Regions from separate parts of the Mus musculus genome. Here region 2 is linked to region 1. A link is a contact called in public targeted proximity ligation data. All regions are on one chromosome and are shown on one strand. The core of a region is the stretch at or near the end of the contact, and the rest is flanking DNA. Distances in the headings are between cores, read along the strand shown.

The links.
Region 2: a contact with region 1 is called in a targeted proximity ligation map of pancreatic cancer cells. A contact is called at or near these places in 2 of 130 datasets of targeted methods (astrocytes and pancreatic cancer cells).

The regions. Positions count from the first base shown.
Region 1 is chr19:24,993,602-24,997,110 of GRCm38.p6, reverse strand. No RefSeq gene overlaps it. Among named protein-coding and RNA genes, the nearest start is that of Dock8, 4.2 kb to the left of the region's middle.
Region 2 is chr19:25,384,409-25,387,917 of GRCm38.p6, reverse strand. All of the region lies in intron 4 of Kank1 (KN motif and ankyrin repeat domains 1), which reads right to left. Among named protein-coding and RNA genes, the nearest start is that of Gm52392, 15 kb to the left of the region's middle.

The DNA.
Region 1 (3,509 bases), core at 746-3,245:
CAGTTACCTAATTCATAATAACCACTAAGTAATGCCATTGTCTCTACCCTACAACAGAGGAAACCGAGGAGCTGATGGATTACAATGACTTGGCCCAGATCACAGAGCAGTGAGTGCAGGGCCATTTCCTATCCCAAAGCTCTGCCTGTCACCTAGACACTTCCGTTTAAACATCTTCTAGCTCCATAGAGCTAATGGCTCTCCCTCTTACGATCACTCACAGCTGTTGTTGGCAATGCCTCCCTATTCCTCGGATTTAAACTTTGGACTTACTGAGTAAGTTAAAAGCCTCAAGTCCCGGCTATGGCTTCTGCTTTGAGTTGACTATGATCCCAATGACCACCACCTTTGAATCAGAATCCTTCACCTTGGATGACCTTCACCTACATGCTGCTGTCTGGACTAAAGAAAGTGTCAGCTGTAGCTTCCCCCTCACCTTTACCTTTCAGCTCTAACCACCTTCCGGGGGCGGTCACACATTCTGTATAAAGTATCACTTCTTCATAAACATACCAGTGTTCGTACGGATTCCATCCTGGCTCATGGGTTCATGTCAGGATAACAAAAACCACTCCCTGCTCCACGCCTTGCTTATTCTGGTCTAATTGGTCTCTGCCACTGGCCTACATCCCTGCCAACTACCCTTCGTAGTTTCTCGGCAGCCTCCATGATCAAGTGAATCCTCCCCTCAGTGACTGACAGGCCTGCCTCAGTCAAAGCAGGGCAGAGCCACAACTCATCACCGAGAAGACAGTGGTCTTTCTTCTGGGGCCTTCCTATCTGTTATTCCTCCTGCTCTCTTCAGCCTACATTACCACCAGTTCTCTCCATCCTTCAGGGATTGAGGCAAGTTTTTATGTCCCACGCAAGGGAGAACTTCTCTCAGTTTGTCAGCGCTCTTTCTTGGTTTGGAAGCGTATCTCACTGTCAGTAAACACATCCTAATAGAATTCAGGCTGCACCAGGGTCGGTCTACATTGAGAACCGAGGCCGTTGGCACATCTCCTCCCTTCTTGCAAAAACTATCTCTACAGCTTCCCAAGATTCTCTCAGATTGTATTCAAATGTCATCTTCCGGGATACTGCCTGACTCCTTTTCCATAGCCCTTATCCTGATATACTAGATTTGTATGTTGAAAGGTTAAATAAGTTTTAATAAAGTATAATGAGAGGACAGTATACTCTTCATGGCACAAGGCAAGCAGACAATGAGAGAACACCATGTTGACTATTTTTTGCTTACTTTAAATGTATTACTCTTTATGCTGATAGTACATAAGATCCACAGAACTTTTTTCTTCTTCTTCTTCTTCTTTTTTTTTTTTTTTTTTTTTGGTTTGGTTCATGTTTATTGTTCCAGTGCCCAGAACAGAGCCTCACACATAGCTGGTACTCAAATAAGTGGAGGCACACACTCACTAACTATTAAAATAAACCCGAGTAGAAGTGGCCAAGTTCCCCCCATGTCTTTCAGAAGGAAGCGAGATCAGTATGTGTTATTCTCTTGAGTGTTTTAATTTGCCTTTAGATGAATGTTTTCCAGCTCTGTTCTGTATTTATTTCAAACCAGCACATAATATATTTTAGTATCTTCACTATAAGATTTGGATTGTAGCTTTCTTTCTCTGCCTTTCTCTCTGCCTCTACTACCTTCTTAACTCCTCCCCCCATGCCCTGAATAAACTCTATTCTATTAAAAAAAAAAATGGATTGTATCCAAATGTATCTGCATTCAGTGGGAATAGTCACATTTCTCTATTCTGTAACTAAAGGGACTTTGGATGGATTCATTAAGAAACTCCTTCCTTATCCACACACTTTCCAACTATTCTCCAAACCCTCTCCAAGTGGTCGCCATAGATCAAGTCCTGTGCTGGTGACAGCAGGATCAACACAATTAACAATGCGGTTCTCTGACTTCCTAGGACTCACGGTCTAGGAATGAGACACACAGAGAAGGAAAAGGAGGCCCGGGCTCTGTGGAATACCACAGGAACCTTTGCTGTACGCAACTCTGGGAGAGTGAGGAAGCTCAGGCAGGAAATGACTTATTCTTGAGGGGAGGGGGAGAGCAGCAGAGAGATTGACACCAAACACGATGGCGTTGTTGCCATAGTGATGTTGGAAGTGAGTCTTAATGGATAAGTTAGGCAGGCAGAGAAGAGTCACTGAGGCTATCGCAGACAGAAGGAGCATTGTACAACACAGGCAGAAAGGTAGACGATACCAAATCCACTCAGAGAAAAAAAAGTAGAAAAAATATGAAGCCTTGGTAGACAGGGCCTGCGTGCAAATAAAACTTGCTTTTTGTCTGTGCAGGTTATTCCTCTGGGAGAAATCTCTTTCTACCTGGCATTCCACAGTGAGAAATATCTAATATCCTTGAGAATGTGGGGCAGCAAGAGGCGGGGAATGTCTCTCCTACTTCTGGCAACTTTTCTTAACTTGTATAAACGCTGATGTTAGTGAAGGGTTGTGTATTGTTTGAGAAATACTTCAGACAATACTCACGTATTAGCTGCTATCCTCACCACTGTGACCAATAGCTGACAAGAAGCAGATTTATGGAGGAAGGTTTATTTTGGCCCACCGTCGGAGGGGACAACCCATCCTGGTAAAGAGGGTGTGGATGCAGGATCCGGCTCCTGGGTATGGCAGTCAGAGTGTGAGAGTCCTCGCTCACACCTGGGCAGATCAGGAACCAGAGAATGCTGGTGCTCCTTTGTCCTCTTTTCATCCAGTCTAGGCTAGGGAGAGCACTGTCCACAGTTAGGGCATGTCTTCTCCATCTGTTAACTATCCCTTGATGTACCCAGAGGTGTGCTTCACTGATACTATAGACATTTTGATACTATAGACATTGTTTTCTTGAAAAACAAACAAACAAAAAACAACTTTTTATTGATTGTTTGTGAATTTCACATCAGGCACCTTAAATCCCACCTATCTCCCTGCCCCCTCATATCTGCCCTCTGCCCTTGAAACTCCAGCAAAAGAAAACAAATAAACAAATAAAAATAATAAAAAATAAAAACAACAAATAAGAGGGGAAACACCCCCCCCCCGTGGAAGCTGCGGTGTATCATGGTATGTCACAGTGTATCACACAGTGCACCCTTCTGTTCAAACAGCTTGACTTGTAAATGTTTATTACAATGAGCCAATGGTCTGGTTTGAGGCCTCTGCCTTCTGCTAAACGATCAATACTAGTTTCTCACTGGGGCTCCTCTCAGATGTCCTGTTGTTGCCCAGTGTCACGGAGGTCCTTCAGCTTGGTATTGCAGGACTGGCCTCTTCACACGCTCCAGCAGTTCATAGATGAGGTAGATGCTGGGGTGGACCAACTCAAAGTCCTGGATCTGTGCCTGGGAGGTGGCTGTGTTGTTCACCCTGCCAGCTCCCCATGCACCTGCATCACCAGGGCCAGCTCTCCCTCTTTGCCTAGGCGAGGGGTGGGGCCAGGTCTCCTGCTGGTAGCCGCAGGAAAGGCACAGGGTTGGCTCTCTCAC
Region 2 (3,509 bases), core at 493-2,992, 390 kb before region 1:
CAAGCGGCAGGGCCCACTTCAGTCCCACAATTCTGCCTTTTGCTGTGAAGCCTGTGGACACTGTTAGAGCCAGCGCATTACAGGGGCTCTGAAGATGTGACTGACCAGGACATCGGCTGGTCCACAAAGCAAGGTCTACAGAGGCTCTATGTAGCACGACTCCTACCTCTTGTCACAGGTGGGTGAAGCACAGGACCCTTGAAGGAGGTGATGGCGATCATTTGATAGAAATGTCAAACTCTCTTGGGACTGAGAAGAGGAAAGGGGGAAGGGCTGGAGACGGCTTTTGCTGCTCTTCCAGAGGACTGGAGTTTTGGTTACCAGCATTCCTATTAGGGATTTCACAACAGCTGCAGGGTATCCAACACCCTCTTCTGGATTCTGGACTCTACCTGTCTGCACTCTCATCTACATACCCGTAGACATACATAATCAAAACAAACAAACCGAACCAAGAAAGGAGATGATGAGAAATGATTTTAAAAAGGAAAGAGAAATTCCATCGGATCCGTCAGGGAACAGCGACGTAGAGCAGAGAGTCACGGGATGAAGAGCCTGCTTTCATAGACACAGGAAACGCTTTCAGGCCCAGAGATAGTGCTTCAAGCAAAGCCTCAGGCTGGGGATTGGGCCTGGGATGGAGCAGGCACACCTCCCGCTTGCACAGTTGTCTGGCCTCTCACTCCCTCAAGCCCTGGGAAAATCCATGTGGTTCCCTCAGGCGTCAGGTTCAATGGTAACAGAAGCAGACGATGGTGTATGTCATAGTTGGCCCCAAAGAAAGGTTCAGAGGTTGCTTTGTTTTGTTTTGTTTTGTTTTTTAACAGTTCTAAAGTTAATGGGGAAAAAGTATTTGAGGAAACAGAAGAGCAGAAAAATCTTGCCAACCATCCCTAGCAGAACAAAACCATAACCTAGGGAGAAAGGGGAAGAAGAGGTGGAGGGTGGAGACATTTTTTCCAGGGCCGAAGAAGTCTGGCTTGTCACACAAAGCAGGAAATCAGCGGTTGCCCCTGCCAAATGTAATTCTGAGCGGGAATTTTGAAGTGAACCGCCGAATGAATGAATCTTCTGAATTCAAGCATTTTTGCAGTTTTCCATCACTCTCCCTACAAGTCACTAAATGTCACTGCAGCTTAAACTCACCACCCCTGGCAAGGATTCCTTTTCCAGTGTCACAGTCTTCAGGGAATACCGAAGAATAATTCCACAGAGGAACAGCCCTGGGTGGGGCCTGAAATCCCTTTAACCATTTAGAAGGCGGCTATTTTGGGATTTTTTATTTCTCATTATTACTGTGGGGTATTGTGGGTTCCAGCTGATATTTTCTGGTGCCCAGATAAGGTCTTAGCAATGTCATCGCAGGACAAATACCTACAGCTGCTCGTGTGACTGCTGAGGGTGTGTGTGAGGGGAGAAGCACGGGCTCACTGTGGCCCCTTGGGGACCAACAGAGGTGTCCAGCCCTAAAACTTATGACATACTAGGGGCATCCCTCTCACACTGTCCCTGGGGCAGATTTGGAAGCTACCTAGAACCTGGTACTAGCGGGGGAAAATCTGGTGGCGCGGGGCTTCGTGTTTTGCAACTTTTTCCTGTAAGCTACATTGTTGGAATGGTTTCACGGGCAAACCATCCCTCCTCCCACACTGGCCTCAACTTCCAGGTCTCCACCCTGCAGTGTTGTAAACACCAGTGTATCACCAGGCTGATTCACACCCTGCAGGCAGAGCTCCAGTGAGGGTACATGCTACGCAGACCCAGCAGGTACTTTGGTATCCTCTGCCAGGGCACGGGATGACAAACCAGCCTTTATCTTTGAAGTTGGCAGGAGCAGGCAAACAGGCCACGCCCCCAAAGTTTTCCCCAGTTGGAATACAACCCCCTAGCCCATCAAAATAATACTGAAGGACAGAGAATCAGCTGTACCTTGGTAGGTCTCTGGACTTAGGCAGAGGTTGACTGATAACAGAGAAAGAAAATTTAAGAGCTGACAGACAACTGTAGCTTTACAAAGACATTAAGCACTAGGTTTGTGAGCCATCTGAAACGCCCAGTTTTTCTCCCTCCTCTTATCTCTAGCTTGAAGTGTTTGTCCCTTTTCTTGTAGGAGACTCTAACACACATCTGTGGCAGAGGAACAACACACCTTGGACTAAGGGGCAGCGGATATGAGAGAAAGGCAGAAGAGGGCAGGGATAGGAAATGTAGACTGGGTGTGCTTCAATCAATGTTTTCACAAAATTATTTGCAAAGCTGATGGGGTTTATCCACTCAACCAACTGTTATGTGAATAAATCCAGAAGCCATGGGATTCACCTTTGGTTCTAAATAACAAGAGCATTTGAATTTTTAAAATCCCTTTTCTTTTCTTTTCTTTTCCTTTCTTTTCTTTTCTTTTCTTTTCTTTTTTCTCTCTCTTTTTTGGTGTATGTATGCATGTGAGTGTGTATGTACAGGTCAAGCAGATATATTCCTCCTTCATTCTCCTCTCTCTCTCTCTCTCTCTCTCTCTCTCTCTCTCTCTCTGTGTGTGTGTGTGTGTGTATTCACTATGTAGCCGTGGATATTCTGGAGTTCACTATGTAGACCAGGCTGGCTTTGAACTCATACATATCCACCTGCCTCTCCTCCCAAGGGCCAGGATTAAAGGCTGCGCCACCCTGTCTGGCTCTACTATATCTTTTGAGACAGGGTCTCTTCCTGAACTCACTGATTGGTTACAATGGTTTGGCCAGCACTCTTCAGAGTCCACCTGCCTCTGCTCAAGCGATGCTAAAGTTACAGATATCTGCAGCCACCCCTGGCTTTTCCATGGGTGCTGGGGATCTGAGCTTAGGTCTCTGCAGCAGGCAGTTGTTTACCCACGGAGACATTCCTCCAGCCTCAAAAAAGTATATTCAAAATGCAAAAGATTACGTGGGAATGAGAACCCTTCTTCAGTGACATGAAGTCACAGAAAAAGAACGCAAGTGAACGAACACAGGGCTTGTGACTTTTAATAGAAAAATCACATCTCTGAATGCTTATTTCCAGCCCGGCTCCTTAAATAAAGGTTTACGTGGTGAAGAAGTGATGAAGTCTACAACCTCTGATCCGGGAGAAGGAGCTGTCAAGAATCATTCAAGTCTGGCCTCCCATACAATGACGCAGAGCTGGGACTTCAGATGTTTAAAGTCCCAGGTTAAATCTCGCAAACACCACTCCCAGACCCTTGGCAACACTTTCCTGTCTGTAGTCTACTTTCCATCTACTGATGAGAGAGGACTGAAGAATACTGCTTAGTTTGAATTCCAGCTGTCACGGGTCCTAGGAATGGCTGGGACGAGGAATGTGGTCACTATATTTTTAAAAATCCTCAAAATAGAAACATAATTTTTAAGTGGGGTGGCCACTTGTCTGTAGAAAACTTCCTGCCGAGATCACTAGTGCTTAGACACAAATGGGCAACACATATTTTAAAAATGTCTGGTTTTAGTCTTTCTAATGAACCATAGAGCCTAAAAGCT